2 separate regions of the Sus scrofa genome follow, and region 1 is linked to region 2. The links are chromatin contacts, called in public HiChIP or PLAC-seq maps. All regions are on one chromosome and are shown on one strand. The core of a region is the stretch at or near the end of the contact, and the rest is flanking DNA. Distances in the headings are between cores, read along the strand shown. Region 1 overlaps LOC106510109 (a long non-coding RNA gene). Region 2 holds the start of ATP1B1 (ATPase, Na+/K+ transporting, beta 1 polypeptide).

Evidence for each region. HiChIP or PLAC-seq counts read pairs in DNA pulled down with a chosen protein or histone mark.
Region 1: an H3K27ac HiChIP or PLAC-seq map of skeletal muscle shows a contact between it and region 2, with 4 times the contacts expected there. The contact joins the enhancer-like site here to the promoter of ATP1B1 in region 2. A contact is called at or near these places in 1 of 5 promoter capture datasets (fetal skeletal muscle), 4 of 47 Hi-C or Micro-C datasets (embryonic fibroblasts, fetal heart ventricle, fetal skeletal muscle and 1 more) and 1 of 2 datasets of contacts at active chromatin or transcription factors (skeletal muscle).

The regions. Positions count from the first base shown.
Region 1 is chr4:82,545,936-82,548,944 of Sscrofa11.1, forward strand. All of the region lies in intron 4 of LOC106510109 (a long non-coding RNA gene), which reads right to left. Among named protein-coding and RNA genes, the nearest start is that of XCL1, 110 kb to the left of the region's middle. Within about 2 kb of position 1,481, at least 37 of the 83 cell types and tissues checked have an H3K27ac peak or open chromatin away from gene starts, as enhancers often do. A contact at or near this core is called in fetal skeletal muscle and skeletal muscle, where this site is marked.
Region 2 is chr4:81,935,727-81,938,728 of Sscrofa11.1, forward strand. ATP1B1 (ATPase, Na+/K+ transporting, beta 1 polypeptide) reads right to left here and starts at 1,289. Exons shown (of 6, transcript NM_001001542.1): 1 at 1,064-1,289. The coding sequence starts at 1,160.

The sequences.
Region 1 (3,009 bases), core at 231-2,730, 610 kb after region 2:
CCATTAGGCTTCCTGGGCTCGTTTGTTACTTTTGTAGCACTCCACCAAGGGAATTTTGCCCAAGACAGACATTTTCACCTCATTTCATTTCTCTCATCTTCTTCATGATTTTTAAGTTCCTAAAACCCTATTCTATCTCAGTCAGACATAAAAATCTGAGAATTCCCTCAGGGCCCAGCAGGTGATAAGGATCCATCATTGTCATTGCTGCGGCTCGGGTCACTGCTGTGCTTCAGGTTTGATATCTGGCCCAAGAGCTTCTCTATGCTGCAGGCATGGAAACGGAGGGACTCAAGTGGTTCTGATCAGCCCCACACCACATGTACGGCCAACACCTCTACAAGAAAATAAAAGAGCTTTTGAGTATTTGTCAATATCACCTGACAAAATAGCCCTCAGACTCCTCCTTAATGCAACTGTGATCCACTAAGGACTGAACGGGACAGTGGTGGTCCCTCTTCCTCTCTTAAATTTCCTCTGTTTCCCCTCCTATTTTGCTAATAGCTCATAAATTGATTAATTGGTCATATAAATCCAACTAGACTAAATTCCCAAAGGGCAAAAATATGCTTAATCATCTTTCTGTGTTTTCCCCAACAGCTAGGGCCATCCTAAGCACATCATGGCCTGAGAGCCACAGGTCACCTGATGCTCCTCCTGTTACATTACTGACCGCTCCCACTTCCTGACCTGCCCATTTCTCATCAGGACATCTGGACCTCAGCCTTCCCAAAAAAAGTTCCTCCACAGGTTCCATATTTGCTTAAATGTAAGCATATCTGTACCCTTCATATGACCTACCACTGTAGATTGATAGGGATTTATTTTGGACTCATCATAAATGCTTATATTATAAATATGATTTATCACGCAATGACATATCAATCCTATATTATTCTCTGGTAGTCATTTACCCTTTTATTGGTTCTGTGTCCCAAATAACATGGTAGTAAGAGCTCTGACTCTGAACTGACGTGGGTTAAAATCCTGGCTCCCCAACTTACAGTAGAATAGGTAAAATAATACAGCTATTTTACAGGATTGCCATGAGATTGCATAAGCTAGTGCACCTAGAATACAGTGCTGGCACAGAGGAAATCTCTCCTAGTGTCAGCTATACAACAATCCCCAAGTGGGCAAGGACCATCTTTCACTTCTTCATTACCTAAGCACTCAACAGGGGTTACAGGGGTTGGGCACACAACAAATATTTGAAACATACATGTTGACTGATTGGATAACTGCCCCAAAGTGACCACATCCTTCCAAGGCTGATAGAAAACAGTTCTGCCTAAGAATTCTGATGGAAATGCTTTGTTACAGCTGCTGTTTAGAATCAGATTTTGGAACATCATCTGCTACTCCCCTCTGCTGTCTCCAGAGTTACATCACATTTTCCTTTAAAATAAGAACGAATTCCCCGGAGCTGTTCCAGTTGCTAAAGGCAACATGGCTGCAGCAATGAGTCAGCAGCTCACCCCGCAGCCGGCTGCTCAAGCTTGGCCTCGGCGGCTGTGCTCAGCATGTCCTGCAGTGGCCACGGCCAAGCCCCCACAAACTCGGCAGCATCCCACCCAGGGCCCTGTCGCTGTCTGGGGTGCCTGCCTCATGACAGCTTGAAACATTCACAGCCTGATACTGCTGAGTGTGCACAAGAGTTGCTTCATTTCAGCTGCCTGGTCTCCAAAGCTTAGAATTAAGGAATCAGAGCACGTTCCTGCCAAACAAAATTTTCAACAGGGCAGCCTGGTGACCATCTGGATACCAGGAGCAAAGCAAACAGAAAGCTTGCATCCCTCAGTCTGAAAAATTTACTTTTCACTACTGACACTGCCTGGCCAAACCTTAAGCAGGGAAAGGGAGCACTTTGAGCTGGGCACCTCTGAAAACCCCTTAGGGCCTGCATTTGCTTGTCTGACCTGAACACAGAATCTATTTCCTTTTGGCAAGTCAGTGAGATACTTGAGAGCAAAGACTGTGTAGGACTTCAATGCACCTCCAATGCATAATCTGTGTTCAATAGGTAATTAATATTTATAGAGTTCCCTAGTGGCTCAGTGAGTTAAGGATCAGCATTTTTCACTGCTGAGGCTTTGATTACTGCTGTGATGAGGGTGTGTTCCCTGGCCCAGGAACTTCCACATGCTGTGGATAGAACCAAAACCAAAAATGTGATGACTGATGATGGCTGATGAACTGCCAAGCCTATTAAGGAGGGGTGTAATATTGCAGTCCCCACCCGCACCCCTCTTGTTCTCTGCCACGTCTCCCCTCTTCTCACCTCTGCCAAATATTTCCAATGCCCCACTAGCAAAGAATAGCTCACCCTCTCTCCTCATGGGAACTTGGTTTATTGAAGTTGTCCCCTAGAAGCCAGAAGATATGAGTTTTGTTAGTTATGCTTCTGAAGGAAGGACCTTGGTTCCCAGAAGGGTGAAGGAGGCATGGCTTTTTCCACTGGTTGTGGTCATTATAAGCTTTCGTGATTAAAATGGAAAGCAAAGTGAGGGGGTGTTCTCAGTCCCCAAGAATGCATATGTCTATCCTGCCTTGACTGAAAGAAAGCCTGCCTCTCTCTCTCACACACACACATATACATTCTCTTAAACCTTAGCAATTAACTATTACTGCTAATCAAAGTGAGACTGAGGAGCAAAGATCAAAACCTTCCCAAAGTCACACAGCCAGTTAGCATCCTTACCAGGTTCCTGAATTCCAATCCAGTGATCTTTTCATATTATTATGAGATTATTTTGTTTTATTTTCTGGTTTATTTGCTTGCTTTTTTCTGTTTAATACGTCATCAAAGGAGACCCAAGTTCAGGTTTTTCTTCTCTGAAAAACTAGCATTTCCTGGGTGGAGCCCGGTTCCTCCAGGTAAGGGATTTTCCCAGAGCCCGGTTCCTCCAGGTAAGGGATTTTCCCAGAGTCCTGCCTCCCTTAGATTACAGCTAAGTGTTTCATCTTGGGGTGGGAGAGGGTGGATTCACTGAGTTTTTAAATGTTCCT
Region 2 (3,002 bases), core at 39-2,538:
CTCACAGATCCTCCCAATCAGGAACACCACATCAGCACCTACCCAGGGCTCCCTTAGTGGCTGCAGTGGTGGTGCTAGTGGTGCAGATGATGATGATGGTGATGATGATATTAGAGAAGGGGGGGCAGTGATGCAGGAGGGGGGAGTTCCCTCCCTCTCTCTCTCTCTTCCGCAGTCACGACTCTTACAGATTTGCCTACAACTGCCCTTCAAAATGACCTTTTAAAAAAAGTCACCCTTCCTGTGTAGAGAGGTGGAAGACAAGTAAGCAATATAATTTTCAATGGGGAGGGGGTCTATTTAGCCAAGCAACAGGCTGCCCCAAATCGTATCAGATGACCTGCCTCTGCCTTTGTGCCATTTATTTCACACTAACCCTTCATCGTACCCGGTTCTGCATCTGGCTCTGTAGACACTGACAACAACCCGATTTTGCCATGTTTTGGGGCCAAGGCTCAGAAACGGAGTCCTGACATGGAGCTTCCTGGGTCATTCCTGGGCTGTGATGACTCCACGGCAGTTCACTGGAGGAAACTCTGGGCATCGCTACGAAATACTGCAGTGTGTATGGATTCTGCCATCACTACCGCTCCCCGCACCCCCACCCCACCCCCGCCCGCCGCCGGCCTTTGGAGGTACATATTTAGACTAGAAAAAAAAGGTGCTTTAACACACAACCTCGCCTGCATTCGGTCCGATTACCCTCAGGCTGTTCTTTCAGAGCCTCAAATCTTATTTTTTAGGACCTGACTACAAGAAGAGACATATCTAGTCTCCCACAGCCCGACCATGCCCAGGACCGAAGGGCTCAAGCGATGTCATATAAACTGCAAGTTCCCAAGACCGCTACAATATACGTAACCCTCTGCTTGCCCGCGCCTATCCAGGGATTCTGAATTCCATACAGGACAGCAAGCCCAGGCCCGCGCGATCGTAGCAGTGCTCACCACCCGACCCTCCGCCCTTGCCAGCGCGGAGCGCGCGGTGCGGTCCGCAGAGCCTGCCCGGGGGATGAGCCGAAAGGCAAGGCGCTGGGGGCGAGAGCTGCGAAACCCATACTTACACCAACTGCCACCGGTCCTGCCCAAAAACTCCTTCTTTTCGGAGTTCCAGATGAATTTCTTCCAGCTGCCCTCCTCCTTGGCTTTTCCGCGGGCCATGGTGGCGGGTCAGCAGCTGCTGCGGGGATTGAAGATGGGTGATTGCCGCGTGCGCTCTTGCGTCCTCTCCTGCCGATCAGTGTCCCCTGCCTGGCTCTCCGCAGGCTGCACCCGCCGCTGCCGCTGCGGCTTTCAGAGTGCCAGACGCGCGGTGGAGGAGCAGAGTCAGGAGCGGGAGGAGGGGGAGGCGGCGGCGGCGGGGGCGGAGGGAGGAGGGAGGGACCGCGCAGGCTGGGCGTCTCCGAGCCCCGCACCTATTGGTGGGCGCACGACCGCTCACTGGCCCTCTTTGGTCCGCCACGCGCTCCCCTTGCCCTTGGGGATTCGGGGGCTCCACAAACCCGCAGCTGCCACTCCAGCTGCCACCGAGGACGCGTGCTCGGCCCCCGCCTCCTGTGACCTCTGCAGAGACAGGCAGGGGACAAGGAAAAGTCAAAGGGAAGGACGAACAAATGGACTGCGGGCCCAGGCTACAGCCACCCGCCACGAGCCGAGAAATTGGCTGAGGGCGCACGCCCTACCTTTACTATATACCGCGCCGTGGCGACGGGGCGCCCCGCCCACTAGCGACCCGGCGGGCCAATAGCCGGCGTGGAGGGGGCGGGGCCTGGGGCCCGAGGGGGCGGGCGCGGGGTTGGCACAAAGGAGCTGCGGTAGCGGCGTGAGGGGCGGTCTAGGGAGCCAGGGAGCGGGGGCGCGGGGAGGGGCGGAGAGAACTGTGAGTGGCGAGGCCGCAGCACCTAACAGCCCCCTCCTCGCGTTGGGCTGTGCACGAACCCGCCTTTTCCGTAGTGAGGTGACCCGCACCTGCCTTGCCTGGCGCCCCGCAGACCCTTCGGGACCCCAGCCCGGCTGTCCCGATCCAGTCAGTCCCTCTCGTGCACTCTCAGCCTCTCTTCTCCGCACTTCCACTTCTCCTAGGCCCTAGCTGGGTGGGGGTAGGTCACTCCGGGACGCCTGAGAATCAGGGACTCTGCCCAGCTCCGCCCCGCCTCTCTGCTGCTGCACCTGCCACCCCCTCCGGTCTCCCCGCCACTGCGGTTGCAGTTCCGGCCCGTCCCTCTCCTTCCAGGCCAGCCCAGCCAGCAGCCCTGGCTCCTGACTGCCGGGCTATGCTCCTTGTGGGCGGCCTGAACCACCTCAAGCAGGATAATTGCCAAACCCACCCAGGGCGGCAAGCCGGATCCGGGGTTTGAAAGGGGTAGGAGGTGTTGGAGGCCGACCAGCCGGCCCCCAGTGGGTCGCTCCTTCAGAAACCAGTCGCATTGCCTGGCGGCTCACACCAGTCTAGACCCCGGCGGCGACAATGTTTGCACGTGACCTAGCCACCAATGACTCCCCTTGGCGTCGAATCCCAGGCTGGTGTTCTCAGGGACGGGTTTTCACGCCCCTTGGGTGGGTACCGACCACTTTGTTCTTCTCTAAAAGACCTGGGGCCAAAAAGGATCTGGAAAGCCTAGTATAAATCGCGAGAAGGTGCAGGCAATCCTTGGCATCCTTTATCCCTCCCCCTTCTTTATCCCCTGTGCATCAACAGCCAAACTCCTTGGTTTCATCTCCCTCCGCCAAACCCCTGAGCAGCTTCACACATCCCTCTTGAGGCAGTGACACAGCAGAAATCAGCAGGGGCGCCTCTGCAGTCAATGTACAGAAGCTACATCCCCAGGGAGCTATGTAGCCCATCCCAGAAAAGATTTCCCCTCCCTGTATCCAGACAGACAACGCAAGGGAGGCTTGTCAGGGTTTCCTTTCTGTCACCCAGGTCAAACTCGCAGGTCTATGGACAAGCTTGAATTGCTGTAGCATGAGCTCTTCCTCATCAGTCCTTCCAAAGGCCCACCT